Linked DNA regions of Mus musculus: all the other regions are linked to region 1. A link is a contact called in public ChIA-PET, Hi-C and promoter capture Hi-C data. All regions are on one chromosome and are shown on one strand. Each heading gives the region's core, a stretch centred on a gene start, on an enhancer-like site or on the middle of the called end of the contact. The rest is flanking DNA. Distances are from core to core; before and after follow the strand shown.

Region 1 (3,103 bases), core at 451-2,950:
CTCTCTCACCTACGACCTTGACTGGCTCTTAAAGAGGTAAGACCTAGTTGAAGGAGTGGGTCTGAGCTAGGATAGGGCAAGGAAAACTATTGGGACACAAGAAGACAAGGGGGTCCCCACTCTCACTAGTCATCAAGCAAGGATTCCTTTACTGAAGGCCATTCTCCCCTTGTGGCTGTAAATCCACAATCTGAGACTCTCACTAGAAACCGCAGGGGCTCCTGGTTTTACCTTAGCAGACTCTAATCTAGATGAGGTTCCCTGAAGTTGTCCTCTAGTTGCACCAGAAACCAGAAGGGGTCAGGGTGAAGTGTAGCAACCCTTCCAGATGTGAAGGAGGTGGGGTGGGGTGTGCTTCTCTCTCTCTCTCTCTCTCTCTCTCTTTTTCCCCAGACATGGCTTCTCTGTGTAGCCTTGGATATCCTGGAACTCAACTGTAGAGCAGGTTAGCCTTGAACTCACAAAGATATGCCTGCCTCTGCTTCCTGAATGCTGAAATTAAAGGCCTGCACCACCACGCAGGGCCAAGATGTATCTTGAGAGTCACTAAAAGAATGTATCTGGTAACTGCTAAGACATTTTGCTGTGAATCTCTTATGGGAAGCCCAGACCCATCCACAGGTGTCTTGTTCTCTCACTAAGCATCTCTCTGTCATAGCTCTTTTGCCTAAAATCGGTTACAAATGGCTTCTAATAAACTGAGACTATTCTGTGAGAAGCCCATAGCCATGTAAGGTGTGTTATGTTCTTTTTTTTTTTTCTTTTTTTTTTTTTTTTCCTGTTGCTTTTCTTTCCATTCCAAACAGACTTCAAGTCTATTTTTTACTGGTTTGCTTTGAAATTCATTTCGAAGTTGAAGCCCACGATACTGTTCCGCAGTTAAAAGATTAGGAGAATGCCTTCAGATGTTGACAACACTACCGCCATTCCTCCAGGCCTCTCCTGACACTCTTTGGTGGCTCCAATCCAGGTCTACTATCTTCCCTCTCAAGCCTCTGTCTCCTAACTTCCCTGGTGGTCTAGTGGTTAGGATTCGGCGCTCTCACCGCCGCGGCCCGGGTTCGATTCCCGGTCAGGGAAATACTGTTTTTTCTCTCACAATTTTCTAAAAAAAGTACTTAATAATCACTCGAGAAAAAACAAAAAACAAAAACAAAACAAAAAAACCGCTGGCTCTAATGCTTTGCGCATGCCCCGAGAGTGCTCTACCGCTGAACTACATCCCTAGCTCAATTTTCTTAAACAAAATGGGGAAAGGGAATTTCACAAATAGGAAGCACTCAGCTGATAGATGTTTCAGGTCTTGACTTTAGTAATCTTGCTTTGGGGACTTCAGGGAATTCTTCCACATTCAAACTACTCCCCTTGCCCACCAATCCTAACACTGCCTCCCCTTACCCTCATTTCCTCCCTACTCACCCCAGGCAAAGCCTCAAGGGAAAAAAAAAAAAAAACAGACGAAATCCCTTAATTACCCGGGGCTTCTTGGCAGCCTTAAATTGAAGACTGGCGGGACTGGGAGTGGAACGTGGGAGGCGTGGGGGGGGGGGGCGGGACCTTAAGCATGGCGGGGGGCCGACGGAACTGCCCTCCCTGGGGACCTCGGCCGCGCATAGCATTGTGGAAGTTGTAGTTTTTACGGGTCTGAGTTTCCAGATCGGACGAAGTCTCAGGACTCACTTTCCCGTGCTCCTGTGCGCAGACTTAATTGGAGCAGGTCCGTGGGAGGTCAGGAGATTGCGTGGGGAGCTTGGTTATAAAATGTGGACCCGAATCCCGGGTGTCCGAGGAACTTCTGCTTTTGCGGCCTCCCCTTCACACGGTTTGAAGTGCAAGTTTCAGGTCCAAGTAACTGCCCTGACTGAGCCTGCATGCAGTAGGGGCGGCCGGCAGACGCTAGGCTTAAACTACTAGACAATCTTTCTGCTCCCACCCCTTTCTCTCCACCTCCGGCCTGACTGTCGCTGGGTCGCCCCGCTAGAGTCGCTTGTTCTGAGAGCTTGGATGCACTTGCCCTCCAGTTCCCGCGAACTTCTGAGTAGCTGCTGAGCCGCGTTGCCTGCGGAGCCCTCAGCTTCCACAGCCTCCATCATGCGCGTGTGGGTCCCCGTGGGTGTCCTGACCTCGCTGGCTTACTGCTTCCACCAGCGGCGGGTGGCCCTGGCCGAGCAGCGGGCTCCTAATGGCCAGCGTCCGGTGGACCGCAACCTACTGGAGCTGAAAATGGTGCAGGTGGTGTTTCGACACGGGGCACGGAGTCCGCTCAAGCCTCTCCCGCTGGAGGAGCAGGTGAGAGGCGGCCCACAGAGGGGTTCTTGGGGACACACTTTAGCGTCCCCCGTCGGGGCTCGGGCTGGGTCCAGACCAGAGGGAAACAACAGTAGACTGGCCCTCAGGCTGTGGCCTGGAGTCATCATCCCATGCTCATCCCAAACCACCGGTGTGGTGTGTAAGCCTTCCTGGCTAGGGCAGCCCCTGCCCCCCAAACTTTCAGTTGCTTGGTGTAGTGAAACTTTTCAAAGATGCATAAGAATGTCCCAGGCGGGGGTTCTTATTTAAATGCAGATTCTGATTCTGCGGATGTGGAGTTGGGTCACGTTTCGTAGTTCTGTGGTTGAACTTGAGTTCAAGGACCTTGTAAGTGCCTGGTTGTTAATAACAGAGATCATTGTACCAGGAGATACCTTTAGTGCTTCCGCAGTACAGAGCAAGCTGGCACCTTTGGAACCAGATCTTAATACAGATTTTTCTTGTGGGCTTGCCAGAGACCATTTGAGATCTTGTGAAGTCTTATTGCGGACAAGGACTGTATCTTGGGGTTCTTTAAGGTCAGGTTTAGAAATCTGGAAAGGATTTGTGGTAAGAAGGAGGGAAAGTTAATTAACTAATTTTGTGGCTATAAGTCAGGATAATTATGATTAAAGCACAAATAATTAGCTTTTTGTTTAAAAAATAACCCCTAACAGTATACAAGAAAAGGGCACCAGAAGTCCCTAACACCCCGGGTTGAATTTACCCATGGAGTCTGTATTTGTTCAGTTGCAAATACTCTTAATGGTCATTTCTGTTTTCCTGAAGGGCTGTGAGTTATAGTTTCAACCCA
Region 2 (3,103 bases), core at 345-2,844, 150 kb before region 1:
AGAGCTAGTACCTGCTGATCTCATCTCACCTACCCCGCTTTTCTCACCAAGTGGCTAGGCATTAAGAAAGCACAACTCACAGGGTCTCTGCATGGTTACTTCACCTAACAGAGAAAAATAACTCAAAGGAGCATGTGAACAGCTGTAGGGTTTTCTCCTGCGCAATCTCTTTCTCAAGTTCAAGTTGAACAGCGACAGCTCTTGTTTTGGTTTCCTTGCTTGTAACTCCCCAGGTGGGAAGCCATCTGCCTCAGAGAAAATGACTTCTCACCGGAACTGTATGTAACACGCACGCGCACACACACACACACACACACACACACACACACACACAAACCTGCTTGGCGAATGTTGGCTGTGAATTTCTACTGTGAAGCAATCGCAGTAACTCTTCAGGGGCAACACCCGTTGAGAACAGCTACACTATTTGGCAGCTGACTGTAGGCTCTGAGCTTAGATGGTTCAGCGTCTGAATCCTGACTCCTGAGCTTTCTGCCTGTGAGACCTTGGCATGTTCCTTTAGTGCTTTTGAGCTTCACCCTCTTTCCTGTAGAGTGAAGAACTGTGATAGGTACTCGCCAATCCTTATGGAAATCTTATCAACCAGCTCACGAAAAGGTACTGATAATGGGGTTGAAGGTAAGGTACTGTCTGACTCCAGGGCAAGCATAATCAGCGTTCACATCTTACTCCAGGGGAAGTGGTGCTGATGGAGGAACAGGGTGGTTCAACATCTTAGGCAAATCAAAGTGTGATTCAGAAGAAAAAAGAGCTTCCAAAAGCAACAGAGCTGAGAGGACTGGAAAGGTGGTGGCCAAGAGGAAGATGATTAATTCATTTAGCCAATCTCTGAGTTCTTAGCATTTACCAGCCGCTGCTCTTAGGGCTGGAGATCTAGCAGTAAACCAAGACTACTTAATTTTCAGTCACATGAGCCTGCAATCTAGTGGTGAGAGACAAATGCTAAACATAATGAGCTAAATATCGATGGAGTGTGCTCAAAGGTGTGTGCAGGAGGAGGTTGCCAGGCCCTGTTGGCCTTTGTGGTTTTAAGCAAGGTGGTTAAGGGTGTCTCACAGAGAAGGTGACATCACAGCGAAAAATGAAGGTGGCCAGATTGTGTTCTAAAGGTACCAGACAGCCTGCATGGGCGTGCTACGAGGTGAGGGTGTCAGGAAGTAGAAACCTTGACACCCCAGCCTCAGTCTGCCTTCAGCACCTGGTGAGGTCAAGAAGCAGAAACTTCTGGGCTGGTTGCCTTTTTTCTTTGGTTAGTTTTACATTTAATTAATTAGCTAATTAATTAGGTGTGTGTGTGCACTTGCCACCTACAACATGTGGGTGGGGGTCAGAGGACAACTTGCAGGAGTTGTGGATGTTCAATCCTTCCACCATGTGGGTTCCTGGGGATGGAATTCAGGTCTGTAGGCTCAACAGGCAAGTGGCCCAACCCACAGAGCTATCTTGTTGCCCAGGTTTTGTTTGGTTTTTCTTTTTATGGGACCAACCAGCTGGTAGGACTCCTACCTTCACACCCTGGACCTCAGACTAGCAATTCTTCTTAAGTTGTTTTTGAGACAGGGTTTCACTTTGTACCCTTGGCTGCTTTGAACTTGTGATTTTCCTGCTTTGGTTTCCTGAGGGCTGCATTGCCACACAGGGCAGCAGCCTCATTATAAAGAAAGGCCAGGAGCCTTGAGTCATCGTGTGGGTTGTATGGGTTGCACAACGTGCACAGCTCACCTCAGGGGGGTTGTAGCTGTATTCAGCATTCTCCGACTGTATTCTTGTGAAGAGTTTCAGGTAGACAGCAGCAGAGTGTCCTTAAAACAGTAGGCAAGCACTGTGATAGTCTTCTGACACGTGGGGATAAAGCATCTGGGAAAACAGACAGAAACCCTTTCCTAACTGTCGTTAGGTCACCTAGGAGTCAGCAATAGCCCAAAGGTTTTGGTTTCTGAAATCTCTCACTACTAGTTTGTTTGTTGAGGACTTCCTAGTTTAGTTCTGTGCCTGCCCCACTAAGAGGTCTACTTGTTAGTGGTTAAGAGCACTGGCTGCTCTTGCAGAGAACCCAGGTTCAATTCCCAGTACCCACATAGTAACCGTATGACTCCATCACACACTGGAAGAAACTCCCCAGCAGGGCAGCAATTCCAGAACTCTGTGTAAGAGAAGTTGAGAGGGAAGGGAGAGAGCCAGGAGACATTTCAGACCACATGTTCAGAGAAGCAGGCAGTGCCTACTTAACTTGGGGAATAACTGCTCGAGATGGCAAGCAACGAAACACCATATATGGCTCCTTGACCCTCACTGCATATGGGTCCCTAACTCAGCTCTCCTGCTGTCCCTTGCCTCATCTCTCATCTCTCCTCACCATGGCTTGTGTGTTGGGAACTTGTTCTCCACTGTAGGAGGTCCTTAGATCATTTAGAGTCAAGAGTTCAATTGGAAAAGGGATGGTTAAAGAGATAGCTCAGTGGTTAAGAACACTGGATGCTCTTGCAGAGGGTCCAGGTTCAACTCCTAGTACCCACATGATGGTTCACAACCATCTGTAACTCCAGTCTTAAGGCATCCAGCATCTTCTTCTGGCCTCTGTAAGCATGTAGTGCACAGACATACTTGCAGGCAAAACACCTGTACATATAAACTAAAAATAAGTATATCTTTTGGAAACAGATCTCAGAAGGAATTAAGGAATTTCTGTGGGGCCTGAGCTAGCTTTCAAGGGAATGAGTTGCTATATGGGAGCAAGCCCAATCTTTTGTTCTTAAATTATATTTGTGTGTATGTGTGTGTGTGTGTGTGTGTGTGTGTGTGTGTGTGTGTTGGGAGGGATGCACATGTGCCACAGTGTATGTGTGGAGGTCAGAGGTCAGCCTGAGGTAGTCAATACTCTCCTCACACCATGTGGGTCCTGGGATGAAACTCAGGTTGTCAAGTCTGGTGGAAGTGTTTTACCTGTTGAGTCATTTCGCTGCCCCCAGGTCCTAGCCTTGAATTGCTCTCTGGTTTCCTGTTTTGTGAACTGATCTGTTATGTGGCCTTTCAATAAATCATCTACCAGGGTGATGTAGCCACAAGGGGCTTAGCCAGAGAC
Region 3 (3,103 bases), core at 385-2,884, 150 kb after region 1:
CCACTGTCCTCTTTGCACATCACCAGACCTTATTAAATGCTGTTAAGGAGTTCTCTCAAAATACAATCTTTATTAATGGCAGTGCGGTGTTTTGGGGTATAGAGGATATTCACTTCGATCCGCCACCCCTGTTCACTTCCTTGGGTTTCTTTCAGCCTCTGCCTTCTGCACACTGCCTAGCTTGCTCTCTACAGCTGTGAGAAACGCAACAAGGGCAAGCAACCCCGGCAGGAACTTTATCTCATAAAATAAGAATCCAGGTTTATTCTTACAATTTGTGGTCCATCATGATGGAAGGCAGGGCAGGAACTCAAGGCAGGAACTCAGAGGCAGGAACTGAGGCAGAAGCCAAAGAGGACCTCTGCTTGTTTGCTTGCGTATGACGCATGTACTCAGCCTGCTTTCTTATGTCACTCAGGAGTGCCAGCCCAGGGATGACACCAGCTCCGGTGGGGTGAACCCTCTCACTTCAGTCCTTAATCAAGAAAATGCAGGCGGGGTTTGGTGGGACACACCTTTATTCCCTGCACTCAGAGGCTGAGGCTGGAGGATCTCAGTGAATCCAACGCAGCCTGGTCTCCCTGGTGAGTTCCAGGCCAGCCAGGGATACATAGTGAGACCCTCCTCAAACAGGCTGCTCTCAGCCCAATAGGCTTCTAGCCTCTCAGAGCAGGATCACATTCTGGCCACCATTCTCACACTGAATACCAGGGTTGGCCTTGGCCCCCAACTTCTCTCAGGAGCTCATGTAAGTAAAGGAGGAGCTTGTGTTCAGGTGTAGAGTTGCAGGATTGTAATCCTAGCATTTGGGAGGCGGAGATGGATAGATTGAAAGGGGAATTCAGAATCAATCTGGACTACACAGCAAGTTCAAGGCTGGTCTTCCGCAAATAAAACCTCATTCCAGAAAAGCAAACAGTGGGACTGCAGCATAGTGGTGTAAGGCCCTGTGTTTGTTTTTTGGTAGAACACACGTGCACACGCACACGTGCACACACACTGGCACACGAACATGCACTCATGCACACAGTCACGCATGCATGTGTGCACACACGCACATAGATACATACGGGCACACACAGAGACATGCATGCATGCGCGTGCGCGCGCGCGCGCGCGCGCACGCACGCACACACACACACACACACACACACACACACACACACACAGAGTCTGTAAATGAATGTGTATATATAAGTGTGAACAAATGAAGGGATACCCTCTTTGCCTTAACTGATCGTTGCAGTTAGCTGTTTGCGGGTATAATCATAAACAATCCTGCCTCAGTATCTAATGGATTCTCTCAGCAAGAGATTGTAAACCCAAGAGCCAGAGCCGCCTCCAGCCTTCCTTTTTTCTCACCCCGCTCATGCCAGCGCTGAGAAACGGAGCAGACCAGTAAATACTTCTTGAAGAATTGCACCCGCCCCTCTGACCAGGCGTGGAAGTAACTGTACCGAAGAAATTGGTCTGGTGCATTAACAACCGGTTCTAGCTGGCCCGCGTGCTGCTTCACAGCGCTGCTTTTCTCCTGTTTGCTCTTACTCAAGTCTCAAGTCTGTTTCTATAGCCTGCGGCTAAGCTGAACTCGGCAGTCAGCTCGGCTCCCACTCGCCTCATTCAGTTCGTGCCAACAGCAGTTTTCCTGGGGAATCTTTCCTTCCCTCCGCCCCCACCGCCTGCGCCTGCGCTGAGCCGGATCTGGAAGGCAAACCCCTGGCTTTGTCATCATCCTGCAAGGCTGGAAAGGTCGCAGTGACTCCAGACATAACGGGGATGGCCTGCATTTTAGTGTGAGCTGGCATACAGCTGCTTAAGAGGTGGCTGCTAAAATGTATTCCCTACATCTAAAACTAATACTACTCAGTAGGTTACCGGAGCAGGCTGAAGTGTGAAAGTTGAGAATATTAGAAGTCAACATGACACGCGGAGCAGTTCTCTGGAGTCTGCGCATTCTTACAGCAGTGACACTAGCTAAAATACATAGCCAGGTATATATTTTTATGTATGTAAGAGTTTTGCCGGCATGTATGCCTGGTCAGAAGGTGGCATCGGACACCCCGGAACTGAAGTTAGACATGGCTGTGATCCACCATATGGGATCCTCTGCAAAAGCAGCAAGCCCCCCTAACTTCTGAGTCATCGCTCCAGCCCCAGCTATGTTTTTTGTTTTGTTTTGATTATTTGTTGTTGCAGTTGTTTTGAGACGGGGTCTTACTGTATTGTATATCCCTGGCTGGCTTGGAACTCTCTGTGTAGATCAGGCTGGCCTTGAACTCACAGAGATCTGCCTGGCCCTGTTTCTCAGGATTAAAGGTGTGTGACACCACAGTCAGCCAGCTGTAGTTTTATGTATTTTTATTGAGTGTTTTAAGCCTCAGTGCAGCCTCTTAGGGCAAGCGTGCTGTCATGGTTGCCATTTTACCAATTAGGAAACGGAAAGATTATCTACCCTGTAAAAGAGACAGGAAATGGCTGAATCCTAGCACTTAAATATTTGTGTGTATGTGTGTGAGTATGGCTTGGAGGCATGCCTTGCACTTACTGCTGCCATCTCTCGCCTCCTTTCCCATGCCTTCCCCTGCACAAAGTTGAATTTAGCTTTGGTAAATAAAGGCCTTCAGGACCAGCAGGATCTCTGAGGGAAACAAGTCTACCACAGCCACCGCTGACGCTGGGAATTGCTGAACACATCTCTGACTGACTGAGCACTTGTTAACAGCACCCAAACTGCTTGGTTACTCTCCTTTCTACATTTTCCCATCAATCTGTCTGTCTGTCTATCTAATTCAAAGCCTCACTTTCTTCACAAGGGGAAACTTCTGTCTTGCCTTCCTCTCTGTGGGTTTCGGGGAGTGAGGTTGGTCTTGCACACCTCTCTTTTCCTTCAGTGGCCTGGCTCCTCTAGGATTCAGCCCTCAGCTTTTCTCAAACTCATTGCCCAATGGTTGCCGTAGAAACCCCCCAAGGGTCTGGTGGTCACATGTGCAGCAGGAAACTCAACCAGGTCTAAGCTCAGCAGCAGTCAGTCCCCATCTTGTCAGGATCAAGCCAGATGGCTGCTTACCCTTCTGAGTGGGAGCCTTTGTGGAAAACAGGAAGG
Region 4 (3,103 bases), core at 223-2,722, 140 kb after region 1:
ACTGGCAAATTCTCTTGCAATCCATAAATTAAAATTCCACTCTTTCCTAACGTGCTTTCACTTCAAAATGTCAATATAGTTTGTATGGATGCATATGTGTACACATTTATTCTACATATCCACAAAGCCCACTGTATTTATTTGGCAGCCGCAGCTCTTGAAAGGGGCCTCATCTAGATGGCTAGACTGTCCCCTTAGCCTGTTCACAGAATCAGAAAAACAACTGACTAGCAAAGCTGAAGGGAACCATAAAGATGACTTAGTCCAAATCCTTCACTCCAACACGAATCCAGAGTGGGAGAACAAGGATTCTGTCAAACTCAAGCCAAAAGCTGGTATAATGCCCATTATAGAAAACATGCCACTATTAAGTCAGAAATAGAAATCTCTTCCGCTGATTTACTAACTAAAATTATTGTTAAAAATCTTTAGAATTTTGGGGTTTTTTTTTGTTTTAAAAAATAAAATAAAATAAAATAAAAAGTCAGGGAGTGGGATGCCCAAACTATGGCTCTTTCTGTCCTGTCACCACAGAGCCTTCGATATGAATTGTGTAGCCCTCTTTTTTGTTTCCCATCTCCTGAGGAGATGCTCTATCACAGTGGTTCTCGGACTTCCTAATGTTGTAACCCTTTAATACAGTTCCCCACGTTGTGGTGACCCCCAACCATAAACTTATTTTGTTGCTACTTCATAGTTGTAATTTTGCTACTATTATGAATTGCAACGTCAACATCTGCATTTTCAGATGGTCTTTGAAGACCCCTGTGAAACCGTCAGAGACGGCACAACCCAAGCCACTAGCGTAATAGGATTGTTTAATTGGTTAGCCATCTCACCCTGAGGCTACCTTGCCACTCCTTAGATGACCCACATGGAACCTTATTTAAATATCACATGAGGTTGACAATAGCACCTACTCCAGAGAGCTGCCAGGGCAGAGGACTAAGCATCCATCTTAGTTCGCATTGAGATGCCAAAGCTTAAAAGAAATAAAGTGGAAACTTTATATCTTATATGTATGTCTCTTGTAGGGAGAAAACCCACCAATTTCCTTCTGTAAAACTCCATACAAAAACATCATTTGTGACTAATGAGTTTAGGGAGTGCCTTGCACTGGTGTTGGTCTTGCCTATAGTGGGTGGAAGCACTCAATATAAGTGTCTGTAAACAATCCTTTAAAATGTCCTAACAGTCTTCACTTTTATTCTCTTGGATGTAAGGTTGACCTGTATGCCTGCTCTCTGGTTGCCCATTAAATCTTTCTTCCACCCAGATCCTCATTTTATTCACCTTTCAACTCCCTTACTCTCTTTGGGTGACTCTCTCCAGTGCCAACTCAAGCTGCCTCCCACACGTCTAGGGGAGTGTGTCCGGAAGTGACCAAAGACACTGAATCGAGTGCATCCTGCTGAGAGAGAAGGCCTAAGCCACAGGTTCCAAATGCAGACAAGACAAGCTCCTGATTTAGGTTGTTGCTATAACGTGGGCTTGAGCACGTCACTGTGTAACAACGACGGGTGCATTGAAATGACTCTCACTTTGCCCGACACGTGATTTAACCACACACACAATGTGTGTGGGTTCCTGAAATGTAGGCACCTAACCTGTGATTTGTGTGTATGGGTGGTGGTGGTGGGGGGGGGGCATGTCTGTCTTCTCTTTAAACCATTAAGTTAATCTTTAAAAAAGATGAAGCAGGTTGACAGCCCGGAAGACAACATTACCCTGAATACTAGAGAAAGCCGGGAAGATGTTAGGATGAGCGCTGAGTGACTCTTTAGAAGTGACTAGCAGCATGGGTGCGTGTTCTCTCTAAGGCAGGCTATAAAGAGGAAGTGGGGGTACTTCTGACATCACCAAACCAGTAAGAGTTTAATAACCTGGCCCTAAATGGGATTGACTGAACTCACTTTCTTGGTAAGATTTTGCCGTATAGTTAGATAACAGGCTCTGCTGGGAAGGGTGGGGAAGACAGTATTATTGTAATATTGTCTTTGGAGTTCCAAAACAACAGTGAGAATGGTGGAGTTTCCTGCTCCCAAGTCTTTAGTATCAGCCCAGGAACCATGGGAGATGTAAAGGGGACCTCGATGACCACAGTCCTCCAACACCTGTTAGGGCTGACGAAGAGGTTACAGTGAATGGGAATTACCCAGATAATGATTGTTACGTAGACCAGCTCACAACAAGTGTGTAGGGTGCAGGGATGGGGGTGGGCATTTTCTTCAGCTGTTGGGGTTCTTGGGCTCTGTGAGACTGGAACAGGGGACCTCAGTCACGTAGACAAAAACGACAGTTTGGAAGGCCAATAACTTCTACAGTCTTACGCTGCATTGTGATGCCTGCATGCTGTTTAATATGCATTAGCAGTGTTGGAACCACTGGTTTGTGTGATTCTGTGGCTCATGTGGATCATACTAACAAGACCAGACATCGCCCGAGGATGGGCCCCTAACATTTTCCTCCATCCTCAAAAAACAGGGCCTGAAGCAAGTCAACGGTGCAACTGATGCCTCCCGTGTCTGGGCCCTGTTGTGATGTGAACCTGGCACAGGGTGCTGGCTGAACCCAGTGCGTTGAGTGGAACAGGGAAAGGTGCCTGCTCGTGTGTGAGGGCAAGCAGTGACGAGGTTGGAGTGGACGGTGAGACAACCTTCAGAGGGCTTGGGACCCTGTGCTGCAGTCAGCTTCACCAAGCACCCACATCTAAAAACATGACAAGTAACCTTCCGTCTCCCTTCCGGTTCTGAAATGCTAACATTTTAAAAGAGATATCTGGACTCAGAAGCTTGCCAAAGACAAATCATAGGGAACTCTCCAGCCTTCACAGCAGACGATGATTAAGTCTGAGGATGTAAGACGTTAAAATAGAATCAAGAAGTGCTGGGACCTTCCTGCCAGATGGAGGCCCCTAATGCCTTTCCTCCTCTCCCACACCCAGCATCTAGGTTTCCAGGCCTCTGTAGGAAGAGCACACATCCTCTTAGCCAGGGATGGCTCTTTGCCTCCATCTCGGGCTATCACAGACCATCTGAAACATTTGAGTTAGGATAGAAGGGGTCACAGCCACTCAGACCTCCACAGACTTCTTTTTTGAACA

The links. Promoter capture Hi-C pulls out the DNA fragments that hold promoters and counts their contacts. Hi-C and Micro-C count contacts between places; a contact is called where the count stands out from the background. ChIA-PET counts read pairs in DNA pulled down with a chosen protein or histone mark.
Region 2: a contact with region 1 is called in an RNA polymerase II ChIA-PET map of memory CD8 T cells, with 15 read pairs. The contact joins the enhancer-like site here to the promoter of Acp6 in region 1. A contact is called at or near these places in 1 of 39 promoter capture datasets (the 3T3-L1 cell line), 5 of 115 datasets of contacts at active chromatin or transcription factors (CD8 T cells, embryonic forebrain, embryonic stem cells and 2 more) and 1 of 9 other capture datasets (adipose tissue).
Region 3: a contact with region 1 is called in a promoter capture Hi-C map of embryonic stem cells. The contact joins the enhancer-like site here to the promoter of Acp6 in region 1. A contact is called at or near these places in 7 of 39 promoter capture datasets (HPC-7-derived erythroid cells, cranial neural crest, embryonic stem cells and 4 more), 1 of 484 Hi-C or Micro-C datasets (nephron progenitors), 6 of 115 datasets of contacts at active chromatin or transcription factors (the 230-238 cell line, embryonic basal ganglia, embryonic limb bud and 1 more) and 3 of 9 other capture datasets (adipose tissue, liver and pancreatic islet).
Region 4: a contact with region 1 is called in a Hi-C map of CD8 T cells, with 2.3 times the contacts expected there. The contact joins the enhancer-like site here to the promoter of Acp6 in region 1. A contact is called at or near these places in 18 of 39 promoter capture datasets (the 3T3-L1 cell line, 3T3-L1-derived adipocytes, the HPC-7 cell line and 14 more), 8 of 484 Hi-C or Micro-C datasets (CD4 T cells, CD8 T cells, granulocyte-monocyte progenitors and 4 more), 6 of 115 datasets of contacts at active chromatin or transcription factors (T-cell acute lymphoblastic leukemia, bone marrow-derived macrophages, embryonic basal ganglia and 2 more) and 3 of 9 other capture datasets (adipose tissue, liver and pancreatic islet).

What each region holds. Positions count from the first base shown.
Region 1 is chr3:97,157,077-97,160,179 of GRCm38.p6, forward strand. Acp6 (acid phosphatase 6, lysophosphatidic) reads left to right here and starts at 1,701. Exons shown (of 10, transcript NM_019800.4): 1 at 1,701-2,289. The coding sequence starts at 2,092. n-TEctc12 (a tRNA gene) reads left to right here and starts at 1,009; the gene lies at 1,009-1,080.
Region 2 is chr3:97,003,022-97,006,124 of GRCm38.p6, forward strand. No RefSeq gene overlaps it. Among named protein-coding and RNA genes, the nearest start is that of Gja5, 28 kb to the right of the region's middle. Within about 2 kb of position 1,595, at least 20 of the 459 cell types and tissues checked have an H3K27ac peak or open chromatin away from gene starts, as enhancers often do. A contact at or near this core is called in CD8 T cells and memory CD8 T cells, where this site is marked.
Region 3 is chr3:97,310,622-97,313,724 of GRCm38.p6, forward strand. No RefSeq gene overlaps it. Among named protein-coding and RNA genes, the nearest start is that of Gm40101, 18 kb to the right of the region's middle. Within about 2 kb of position 1,635, at least 87 of the 459 cell types and tissues checked have an H3K27ac peak or open chromatin away from gene starts, as enhancers often do. A contact at or near this core is called in embryonic limb bud, where this site is marked.
Region 4 is chr3:97,293,054-97,296,156 of GRCm38.p6, forward strand. It overlaps a transcript of Bcl9 not described here. Among named protein-coding and RNA genes, the nearest start is that of Gm40101, 36 kb to the right of the region's middle. Within about 2 kb of position 1,473, at least 35 of the 459 cell types and tissues checked have an H3K27ac peak or open chromatin away from gene starts, as enhancers often do. A contact at or near this core is called in CD8 T cells, where this site is marked.